Regions from separate parts of the Mus musculus genome. Here region 1 is linked to region 2. Evidence: chromatin contacts called from public HiCAR-type data. All regions are on one chromosome and are shown on one strand. The core of a region is the stretch at or near the end of the contact, and the rest is flanking DNA. Distances in the headings are between cores, read along the strand shown. Region 1 overlaps Ust (uronyl-2-sulfotransferase). Region 2 overlaps Ust (uronyl-2-sulfotransferase).

Region 1 (4,989 bases), core at 2,277-4,776, 140 kb after region 2:
CTGTCTTCAGAATATCTCAGGATTGGTTCAGAAGCGGACATCCAAACCCTGTCCTCTGCTCAATACAAAGCTTCTCCCCCTTCTAGGAGGAGAATAGAAGTGAATGGAATGAGGTGGAGATCAAATTTTCTTAGCAATGAATCTGCAAAGTGGCCAGCTTTTGTAGAACACATTCCGATCGAGCAACCACATCAATTTGTGAGTCCCTTGACTCCCCGGACTCTTCCACTAGAACCATAGTCCCAGCAGCACAACTTATGGAGAGCACCTGGGTTCTAGTGATGATGCAAATGAGGATATCTATGAGTTTGCATACCATCACCATCAATAATATGAAACAGAAACCACTTAAGAGCCTTAGCGCAAGTGCTCAAGCAGTGTTAGATCTCTGTAGAGCACCCACCCTGTAGTAGAGGAGGCAAAGGGAACTAGAGAGCCGGGTCCAGCGAGGTCCTGAAAGGGACTTCCTCCGGAGCCACTGATGTACGCCATTCAAGCTCTAAGGTCCCTACCACAGATTCAGTCTTCCTGAGACTCCCTTCTGACCATGAATTTCTTCATGCTTTCTTTCATTCACAAAATCCAGGAAAGGTAGAAACATTTCCTCTATCTTGACACTTAGTACTGAGCTCTTACAAATCTACCCAGAGTTCATAGCCAACCAAAAAATGTATATATCAAGCAGTGAGAATATCTCAGCAAGTTCAGGCAACTGCTGCCAAGCTTGATGGTCTGAGCTCAAGTCTTAGGACACACTTGGTGGAAGGAGAAAGCCAAGCAACTTGTGCGAATTGGCAGCTGACCTCTATGTGTGCACTGTGGTACGCATGACCATTGACACACACACACACACACGCGCGCGCACACACACACACACACACACACACACGCGCGCGCGCACAGAGAGAGAGAGAGAGAGAGAGAGAGAGAGCAAATAATTACATGAATAAAATTCTCTATAATTTAGATGACACATAGAAAGTATGTGAGCATGTGTCTAAAGTGATCTCTATAGCTCTTAGTCTTTAATTTCTAACCTGGCTGGTCACCATATCCTTCTCTATCCACACTGTTACACCTAGATATACAAAAGTCTAATTTCCACTGAATCTAAAAATCATACACGCATCATGTTGTTCTAGGTTAAAAAAATTAAGGTACTAGAAGAATTCGATGATTTCAAAATTAAGTCAGGTGGTTTACTATTGATTTGTGTGTTTATTGAATTTTTTAAATATAGCTTATGACTAGAAGTATGACTGAGAAGGGAAAGGCGTTGTAATGATGTTCTCAGGTTCCAAGATGGGAATCTGGATGTATTTGTCTCATAATGAGGCAACTGGCAGCCTTGACAGTCTGCATTTATGTGAAATGGAGAAGGCAGCACCCTGCAGTACCATCAATCATGGGCAATTGTTTTCTACTTTGGCGAAGTAGAATCCTGTTTTCTTATAAAACTTTTTAGTATGTGAAGAAACCTATAAGGTGTTGGGCCCCAGTCCTGTTACAGTGAAGAAAACCGAGACATGGAGAGATGGCATCTCAAGCAAAGCCTAAAATACAATTAGTTGAGCTACTAGTTAGCCTGACTTTACCTTCCATTTCTTCAACTCAACTGGTAAATGTATCTGAACCATCTGAAAGCATCCCTGCTATAAAATACCTGCAAATGTTGGGTAAGACACAGTAAACATCATTTTACAAGCTTGCTTGAGCTCAGAGGGAGTATGGGATGTGCCTGGAAGCCATAAAGAAAATGGGAACTGATAGCAAGCAGGTGTTGATACAATGGAAGCCCAGGAGAATGTGGGTATGAAAGCCAAGTGTTTGGGTTTAATGGCCAATAATAACTAAGGGTTTGATAATGGACCCAAAGGTTGGGAGAAATGAGAGCTAAGAGACCATGCACCTCAGTTCATTTTCTGGTGCTATAACAGAATACTGTACAGACTAATTTTAAAACAGTTGTGATGATTAATCTCGATTGTCAACTTGATAAGATAATCTGGGATAACCTGGGAACCAGGCCTTGAAGCCATTCCTGTAGGGGATAATCCTGGTTAGGTTAATTGAGGTGGATAGATGCTACCACTGTGGGCAGCACCATTCCCTGGGCCTGGTATATAGGAGAAAGGGAGCTGAACATGAACATCCTCTCTGCATTTTGACTATGGATTCTACGGGACCAGTCTCCTCCTACTGTGGCTTCCCACTCACAAGGGATGGGAGCCTCAAACTGTGAGTCAAAAGAAGCCATGTCCTCACTTGTTACTTCTTCACATCAACAGAAAAGTAACTAAGACAATGAGTAGAAATTTGTTTAGTTCAGGGTTCATTCATAAGCCACAAAGTCAAAGATCCAGGGAGCCATATCTGGTGAAGATCTTTTCCCTGCTTCATACCATGACAGAAGGCAGAAGGGTGAGAATATAGGAGGAAAGCAAAAGATTGAGCCCATAGCCTTAAACAGTCTTGCAGAATCTTTTTGTAGTTGGTATCAAACTGACTATTTACAAGGGCAGACTTGCATTAGGCTCCTCCCCTCAACACTCTTTCACTTAATGTGTGCATTTTTTGAGCACATGCATTAAAATTATGGTAACATGTAAAATGGAAATGTTCACAGAACCACTAAATACTTATTCAAGATGCCATCTCAAGTATGGGCCTTGTATAAACAAAGAGAAAACACTAAGAAAATTCATAGCTGGGATCTAACTTCCATTTGGCTTTCAAAGATAAAACCCATTCTAAGACCAAGTCTAAGTACCCTTGTGATAAGTGGTTAACTTGTGTGGCTTCACATCAAAGAGATCTGGAAAGCCAGGTGAGAACAACTAGAAACTCTGCAAAGAAACACCCTTAACCAGCCTGGGAAGGATTCCACAGATGCCGTCCACAGAAGGGGAGCTCACAAGTCAAAACTACAAGATCACTAAGGAGGGAAATCTAAGATAAATCCATCTGTAGACACAATAAATAAAACCAGATCCTGATACACTCCTGGTATCATCACTACTATTTAAATTAAGTATATAAATATTTATAAACACACACACACACATATTTCTCCAGGAAACTATACATACTGGAGAGCTTTACCCAGACACACCCAGAGTTTATGGAAATACAAGCCACATCCTATCATGTTATTTTAAAGGTCTATCTAACCACCCCAAACAACTTTTTCTTTGAATTTGGTTTTAAGGGGAAACTGAACAAGGCCATCTAATTCCTAAAATTAGAATTTACCAATATCTCTCTTGTAAAATTAAATACAGGCCTAGCCAGAAGAAATTAGGTGGAACCGTTTTCTTCTTGAATTCCCTTAGGGTTTTAGGCATCCACAAGGATTCCTCCTGAGCCACATGTCTCAGCCAGTGTTCCAAAAAAAGAGAACGAAATAATAATTGTGATCTACAAATGTTATGCAATCACTGGCTGTAATCAGAAGGGGGTAGGGGTGGGGAAGTAGGATGCCATACTATTGGCCAACCAAAACAGCAACTAGACTAGCACAACCCAACTCCTTTGCATCTGGCACTCTCTCTGAATATGAATCAGAGAGGATACAGATATTCTTTGCAGAAAGCTAAAGTGGCTGTTGTAAACAAACAATACTCATTCCTCTTGATGTCCTTGCAGGCCACGGGTGATAACACAGTCTTGAACTATGAGACAAGGTACTTCCTAAGTCAAAGTTAGAGCCAAATCCTTAAATAAGTAAGAGGGGAAAAAAACTTCTCTTTCCCCAGCATAAAATGATGCTTGGACTGATTTCAATGGCTTTTCTTAACAGGGGCAGGGTAAGAAAGCACGAGTGGAATGTGCAGTTAAGGAAAAAGACATTCTGATGGAGACCCAGACCTGTGTCAAGGCACGCCCACTGGTGCTTCATAGGCAACCTCATACATAATCCTGGTTATGTATGGTTAAGCTGGCTCACAAAGATTAGCTACAATGAGAGGATCCTGAAAGGGGCCCTTAATTGCTCAGGGTTCTGACCACAGAGCCAAAGGGTGGCAGAGCCTTGTCCATATCCTTCCAACCCCTAAGACTGGCTGTTCATAAGATTTTGTTCTTGAAAATCCACATTTGAGCCAAAAAATCTTCCTCTTAGGGTCACAGAGACCCCTCATAAGTCAGCATCTCTTTCAATGGGGTCCAACACCAAGTGTGTTTTATTTTGGCACATGACAGAGACAGACCTTGCCACCTCCTTCCAATCCTACTTCACACACAAGGCCCAAAATACATCACAGCGATCATTACCACCCACCCAAAGGATATCATCAGCTCCGTTTGGCATACTAAGAAAATGGAGTGCAGGCTCTGTGATTCTCTAGTACCTTCTGATGAGAGCAAGAACACAAACAGCTACTGGACAAGAAGAAAGGAAACAGAAGAGTGGAGGAGGTGGGCAGTAGAGAAGGGGAAAAAAGGAAGATGACATAGGGGAAGAAGAAAGGTCAGGGAGAGGAAAGGATGAGGAGGACACAGGGAGAGGAATAAGTGATGGAGACAGAAGCACAGAGAAAGGAAGACACAAAGGAGATGTCTGGGATGGCAAGAGTAGGGAGAGTTGTGGAATGGGTACCACTCAGTGGCCAGCCCCTCCCATCCTACCCACCTAACTGACTTTCTCAGTTCGAGTCTAGTCTTAGACCACTCTGGGAAATGACTTGTCACATGGCTGGCCCATACTAAAGATAGCCCATAAGTACCCTAATAGGCTATCTTTAGTATGCCCATAAGTACCCATATTAGGTATGTCCGCAGGGGGCAGAGAGGGCTGGCACAGAAGCCCAGCAGAATGTTAGAGGTGGCATGTGTCACCACAGCAGTATGCTTTGAGCACTGTGGGCAATGAGAAAGAAGAGATGGCTCCTGGCTGGGACCGGGAAAGAACGTGAGTGGAAGAATGAAGAAAGTTGCAAGAGCAGAGTGTAGTATGGTGGCCCTGAGGGTGAGGGCAGCCTTCATTTCTTG
Region 2 (5,535 bases), core at 1,906-4,405:
TGGCAAGGTAGCCCGGGGCTCGATTGGTCAGAGTATCTTACCATAACATCAGAAAGGATTTTAGGACGACCATTAAAGTAGTGGTTCCCAACCCTCCAAATGCTGTGACCCTTTAATACAGTTCCTCATGTTGTGGTGACCTTCAACCACAAAATTATCTCATTGCTACTTCATAACTGTAATTTTGCTACTATTATGAATTGTAATGAATATCTGATATGTAGGATATCTGATGCATTACCCCTGTGAAAGGGTTGTTTGACAACCCCAAACGGGTCACAAGTGACAAGTTGAGAACCACTGCTATATAGGCTCATCAAGGAAGCAGATGACTAGAGAGTTAGAGTTAGGTAATGGGGGCACAGCAGACTGTGTGAGGTTAACTGACATGTCAGGTTAACCACCGGACATTAACTCTGTAGAGATCTGACATTAGAAAACATTTGCTTTAATTTATCTCTTATCTGAGTTAAGGGTAGAAGGTGTGAAGGAGAATGAAGAGTAGAGGTTGAGGCCAGGAAGCCCAGTGGTAGAGCACTTGGCTAGAAGGTCTGAAGCCCTGAGAACCACCACTCCATCACAGAAGGACTGGATAGGAAGCCCAGCTGGGAAGATGCCAGTGTGGGTGGTAGCAGCAACAGTGGGTGTTGATGAATTAGAAGAACATTTGCTGTTGGGTTGTTCAAACTCTGTCCTAACTTACAGCAGATGCTGAGGCAAGGGGGTATGGGGACTCATCTCATTTAGAAGGATGAAGAACTTCAGGGAGGGATGTAAGGAAGATGAAAGTAAGAAGCTTGGTGGCTACCTGGTGATAGAAAGTCAGGACAAGTCTAGACGCCATCTCTCCTAAGTCCTCGGCAAGCACAAGTTGTATGCGGTTGGTCTGATGTTGCTATGTATTCAAATGCTAAATACTGTCCCCAAGATCAGGTTGTCCCATGTGAGTACACCAAGTGATTCTATGTAACCTTGCTCCCCAAGTTAATTGGTAAATAAAAGGCTAACACCTGTGATTGGGCAGTAAATGGAGATAGGCGGATTTTCAGTTACCTGCCTAGGGTTGCTGGTTGAGCATGTGGCCAGGAGAAACAGCAAGTAACAAGGGACATACAGCTGGGATGTAAGTCAAAATAGCTCTAAAACCTGCCCAATCTAGGCTTACAGCTTGTAAATAAAATACCTGGACTCTTTTATATGAGCTAGCTAGAATTCTCAATTCCTTTTACACACTGTGGTACCCATCTATGGTGATGGGAATCCTGGAGGAGATGCAAATATGGCTGCAGAAAGAGGGGAGATGCGGCTGCCTTTGATGTACTCTGCCTGGAAGTAAGGCATGCTTCTTTGATCTTCCTCAGCTTTTCATCTCAGGAGGTTTGGGGACACCCCTCTTGACGATGCACTGTGACAGAGACTGTGTTCTCCTTTTTGACTTTGACTGAGTTACAGGAGGACTGAGGCTGGGCTTACTTAAGCCCCCCCCCCCCAGATGTCCGCAGAGAATCTGTGCCCCAGGAGTGTTTATGGAATGGAGATACCCCTTTAGTAATGCTTGCTTCATATCAAGAAACCCATGACTAACTGAAGACACAACTGTCTATCACGCAGACAATGAATCTAACCTTTCCTGGACTACACTGGTCTATACACTCTTCACAGCAGTCCCTTTGTAATATCCGAGCCAAGCAAAGGCATTTTTCTGAGTGGGGAGAGGGGTGTGTTATATACCATAGCAGGAGTTACCTGTTACCATTTAATACTCCAAGAGTCAAGAATTATTACTCATTCTTTGAAATGAAGAGCTCAGGGCACAGAAAGGGGATACAGGTTTATTTAAAGGTTAATCTTGTTTTAAATCATTTGTGAGCACATGCATGGGCTATATTAATGAGTTATGCACATCCCGTGGGTTATACAGAGCAGGTGCCAGAGGAGAGATGCCTCAGGTGTCCTGGAGCTGTCAAACATGGATGCCAGAAACACAACTTGGGCTCTCTGTAAGAGCAGTGTGTATTCAACCATCATGCCCTCTCTCCAGCCCCAGAGTACATAGATTTTGTAAAATCTTGATGATCCGATAGACTGTGCCAGGATTCAAACCCTCCAGTCCTTCTCTTCATCCCAGAGTGGCAGTCAAGTCACCCTTCTCAGACAATTATCTATCCATGAACTTTTAAAATGGAAACAAGGGACTGGTCGGCACATTCTGGAGAATGGAGAGAGTCTAGCGAAAAATAAATGTTTTATGTCTCTTAGGATGTGCTGAACAGCTGATGGATGAAAAACGTGGAGAAATACAAGCATGGATCTTAGTGTGTGGCTCAGTGGCAGAGGGCATGGCTGGCTTGTATAGGACCTCATCTTTTCTAGGAACACACATGCACACGTGTGTGTGTGTGCATGCACACAGAGAGAAGAGACAGAGACTAATAAGGATAGAAAGAATATTTTCTAAGATTTCTAGGGTGGGAAAACAGTATATGTTACCATGAACAAGAATGGATTTTAAATACGTAGGAAAAGGGTAGGTATGGCTTAAAATTCATCTAAGGGAACAAGTTAAATTTATGTTGATGGACTAAACTGGGGTTAAAAGAGGAAGGAAAAGGCAAGAATCAAGCACGCTCACTACACAAAGGTGATGCTAGGAAGCCTTTTCTAACAATTTGCTCCCTCCTCTCTCCATGGCAGGATGGGAGAGCACAGACTTTTATCTGCCCCTCTGAAGATGTCTTTGCTCCTGACATGTTCAGGAAATGGTTGTCAGCTTGTCAACAGGAAGGATATCGTGCCCTACCTTGGTCTGAACTCTTGTGTCACTCAGGAGCAATTAGAGGCCCTATAATTTTGCAGGGCATCTTAAATCAAAAGAAGGATGTGTGCTTACTAACATATCAAAGCAAAGGCAAACTGCCCAGAGGGGGAACTGCAGGTCCTTTCTCAACCTTAGAGGTTGAGAAGGGTGAATGAAGGTCTCAGGCTACCTTCCTCCTTCTGGGGGTACAGGGAAGGCCCCACCAGAAAAAGCATGTGCCTGCAGTTAAGAAGAAGTCCACCAGGGGGAGCAGTAACATGAGCGTGGCAAAGGGGCTGTGTCTGGGCTAGATACTGAAAATTAATGGATACAATTCAAACCCTAGGAGAGGAGAGTTCCCTTCTCCCTGGCTTATATGGTCTCTCTCTTTTGTCCTCTTTTCTTCCCTCTGGGTTTGCATTAGAGGACTCTGGTTTTGTTTTCAGGACCCAAGATGATGTAGAGCCCATTCCATGAACTGATCTGGCTTGATCCCAGACAAGTTGGATTGAAGGACAGCGTCCACTGGCATTTGGCCAGTGCTGCTCCAAGCCAACTCTGGAATGACACTGTCTGTCTTCATGGCAGGAAGCCTTGAGGGTTATGCTGTCAGCCTTTCCAAACAGTTTCTGGGAGAAAGTTGTTGGAAGAACACGCAGAAGGCCACAAGCACAGGAAAGGCATCTGATATGACATGATTATATACATGCTATCCTCCCAGTGTACCTGGGAGGCTGAGGCAGGAAAGTCATGAGTTCAAAGCCAGCCTGGGCTACATACTGAGGAGGGCTTGTTTCAAAGCAAAAGTAAAAACTTCAGAAAGCAGTCTGAGACTTTAGAGTTTCAGGTGACAGAATTTCATTGCTTGGAGGATTTATTTTATTTTAATGTCCATCCTTCATGAAGTGAGTGGGTTCTGTGATATGGTCACCCTCGGGAGTGGGTCCTCAGATATGCACATGCCTAGGCAAGTCCTTACATACCTCTGTTTCTACAGTAAGGCCTGGGAGCACAGAAGGCGACCTGCTCTCCAGAAGGCTCTCATGCCTGGCGTAAGTCCTGTTTTGAGTGGCTGTCCTCTAACCACTGAATACAACTTTAACTCGTACGCTTACCAATTCAAACTTAACCAGGATCTGACCCCAATTTGCTTTTATGTCTAATTCTAGATTTTCTTGATTTATGTATATTTGTGTCAGGTTCAGAAGTCAGCTGCATGGGCAGTGAACGTCGCGCCTGGTGCTCAGCACCCACCACTAGCGGCAGAAGGATCGGCTGATTGAACAGGAGGCAGAGGACCAAGCAGGAGGACGCCCCAGAAGGATCTCTGTGGCCCCAAGAACTTTCCAGAAGAACCACGGTTATGATTGTGTTTTAAGCTCTGTTGCTTTATACCCAGAACTTAGACTTGGATGTCGTCTGAGAGCCAAGCTGCAGGGCAGTCTGACACAGTGTAGGATAATACCGTGCCCTGCCACCCTGCACTAAGAGTTTAATGCAGTCTGAAGCACTCGGGCACAAGACTGCCATTGACCCCACCCTCTGAATGATTTCCAAGGTTTAGGTCATTTGAATGGCTACTGGACAGAGTCAGAGCAGATGTGAAGCTTACAGGGAAATAACCTTTTCTGATGTGATGGGTGAAAGGGCGTAGACTGGGCTAGCACTTCCCAAATTATGATGTGTAAATTCTGTGGGATCCAAAGCGCAGCCATGACACACATAAAAGTCCCCGATCAACTAAGCCTGGGAAAGTCTAGGAGAAGCTGGGGTTTAAAATATATGTGCACATATGTATGTATATGTAATATAAATAATGTATATATGCATGTGTATGTAGAAAGAGACTAATGGATAGATAGATGATACATACATACATACATACATACATACATACATACATACATAGTAATGTGCTTGATGTATTGGCATGAGGACTAGAATTTAGAGCCCTATCCCTCATAAATGGGGCAGGCCTGGCAATCTGTCTGTAGTCCTAGGCCTCAGGGGGTGAAGACAAGGCGTGATTTCCAGAGCAAGCTGGTGAACTGGGAAACTCTGAGTTTAGTGAGAATCCCATCTTCAGCAGATAAAGTAAAGAATATGGAGGAAGATGGCCAGTGACAAGCTCTGGCCTACACACACACACACACACACAAACGGCCTTCAGCACATGCATACATTTAAGCACATACATACATACATACATACATGTGAACATGCAAATAGACACACACAGTCACCAACCAGCACATACACACACATGGACACACACGTGAGTATGCTAACACACACACACTCACACACAAGCTCATCAGCACATGCGTAAACACAGATGTATGCAGGTGAACATGCAAACACACACATATACACTCTCAGAGTCGTCAGGACACACACACATGTAAACCCCAACACACACACACATGTAAACCCCAGCTTCTCCTAGACTTTCCCAGGCTTAGTTGATCGGGGAATTTTTATATGTCATGGCTGTGCTTTGGATCCCACAGAATTTACACACGTGCATACACACAGTCACACTCGATAGAATCTCCACTTTGCAAGATCATATAAATCACGTCCCCTAACCGAGATCTATAGTTAGGGTGAAGATGAACCAGTGTCATCCTGGGTTTGTATTATAGGCAACGCAAAGATCCAACACTTGGCTAGCAGTGGTTACAAGCTCTTCTGTGGAGGAGGAATTGTTCAAAGTACAATTTTTAAAGGTGTGCCTA

What was found. HiCAR-type assays count read pairs that join an accessible place to other places.
Region 1: a HiCAR-type map of fibro-adipogenic progenitors shows a contact between it and region 2, with 3 times the contacts expected there. The contact joins two enhancer-like sites. A contact is called at or near these places in 1 of 15 datasets of contacts at CTCF or cohesin (the NIH/3T3 cell line), 1 of 484 Hi-C or Micro-C datasets (regulatory T cells) and 2 of 115 datasets of contacts at active chromatin or transcription factors (embryonic stem cells and fibro-adipogenic progenitors).

The regions. Positions count from the first base shown.
Region 1 is chr10:8,462,660-8,467,648 of GRCm38.p6, forward strand. The region is part of intron 1 of Ust (uronyl-2-sulfotransferase); the gene reads right to left. Among named protein-coding and RNA genes, the nearest start is that of Ust, 54 kb to the right of the region's middle. Within about 2 kb of position 3,527, at least 24 of the 459 cell types and tissues checked have an H3K27ac peak or open chromatin away from gene starts, as enhancers often do. A contact at or near this core is called in fibro-adipogenic progenitors, where this site is marked.
Region 2 is chr10:8,320,341-8,325,875 of GRCm38.p6, forward strand. All of the region lies in intron 3 of Ust (uronyl-2-sulfotransferase), which reads right to left. Among named protein-coding and RNA genes, the nearest start is that of 4930573G07Rik, 110 kb to the left of the region's middle. Within about 2 kb of position 3,156, at least 34 of the 459 cell types and tissues checked have an H3K27ac peak or open chromatin away from gene starts, as enhancers often do. A contact at or near this core is called in fibro-adipogenic progenitors, where this site is marked.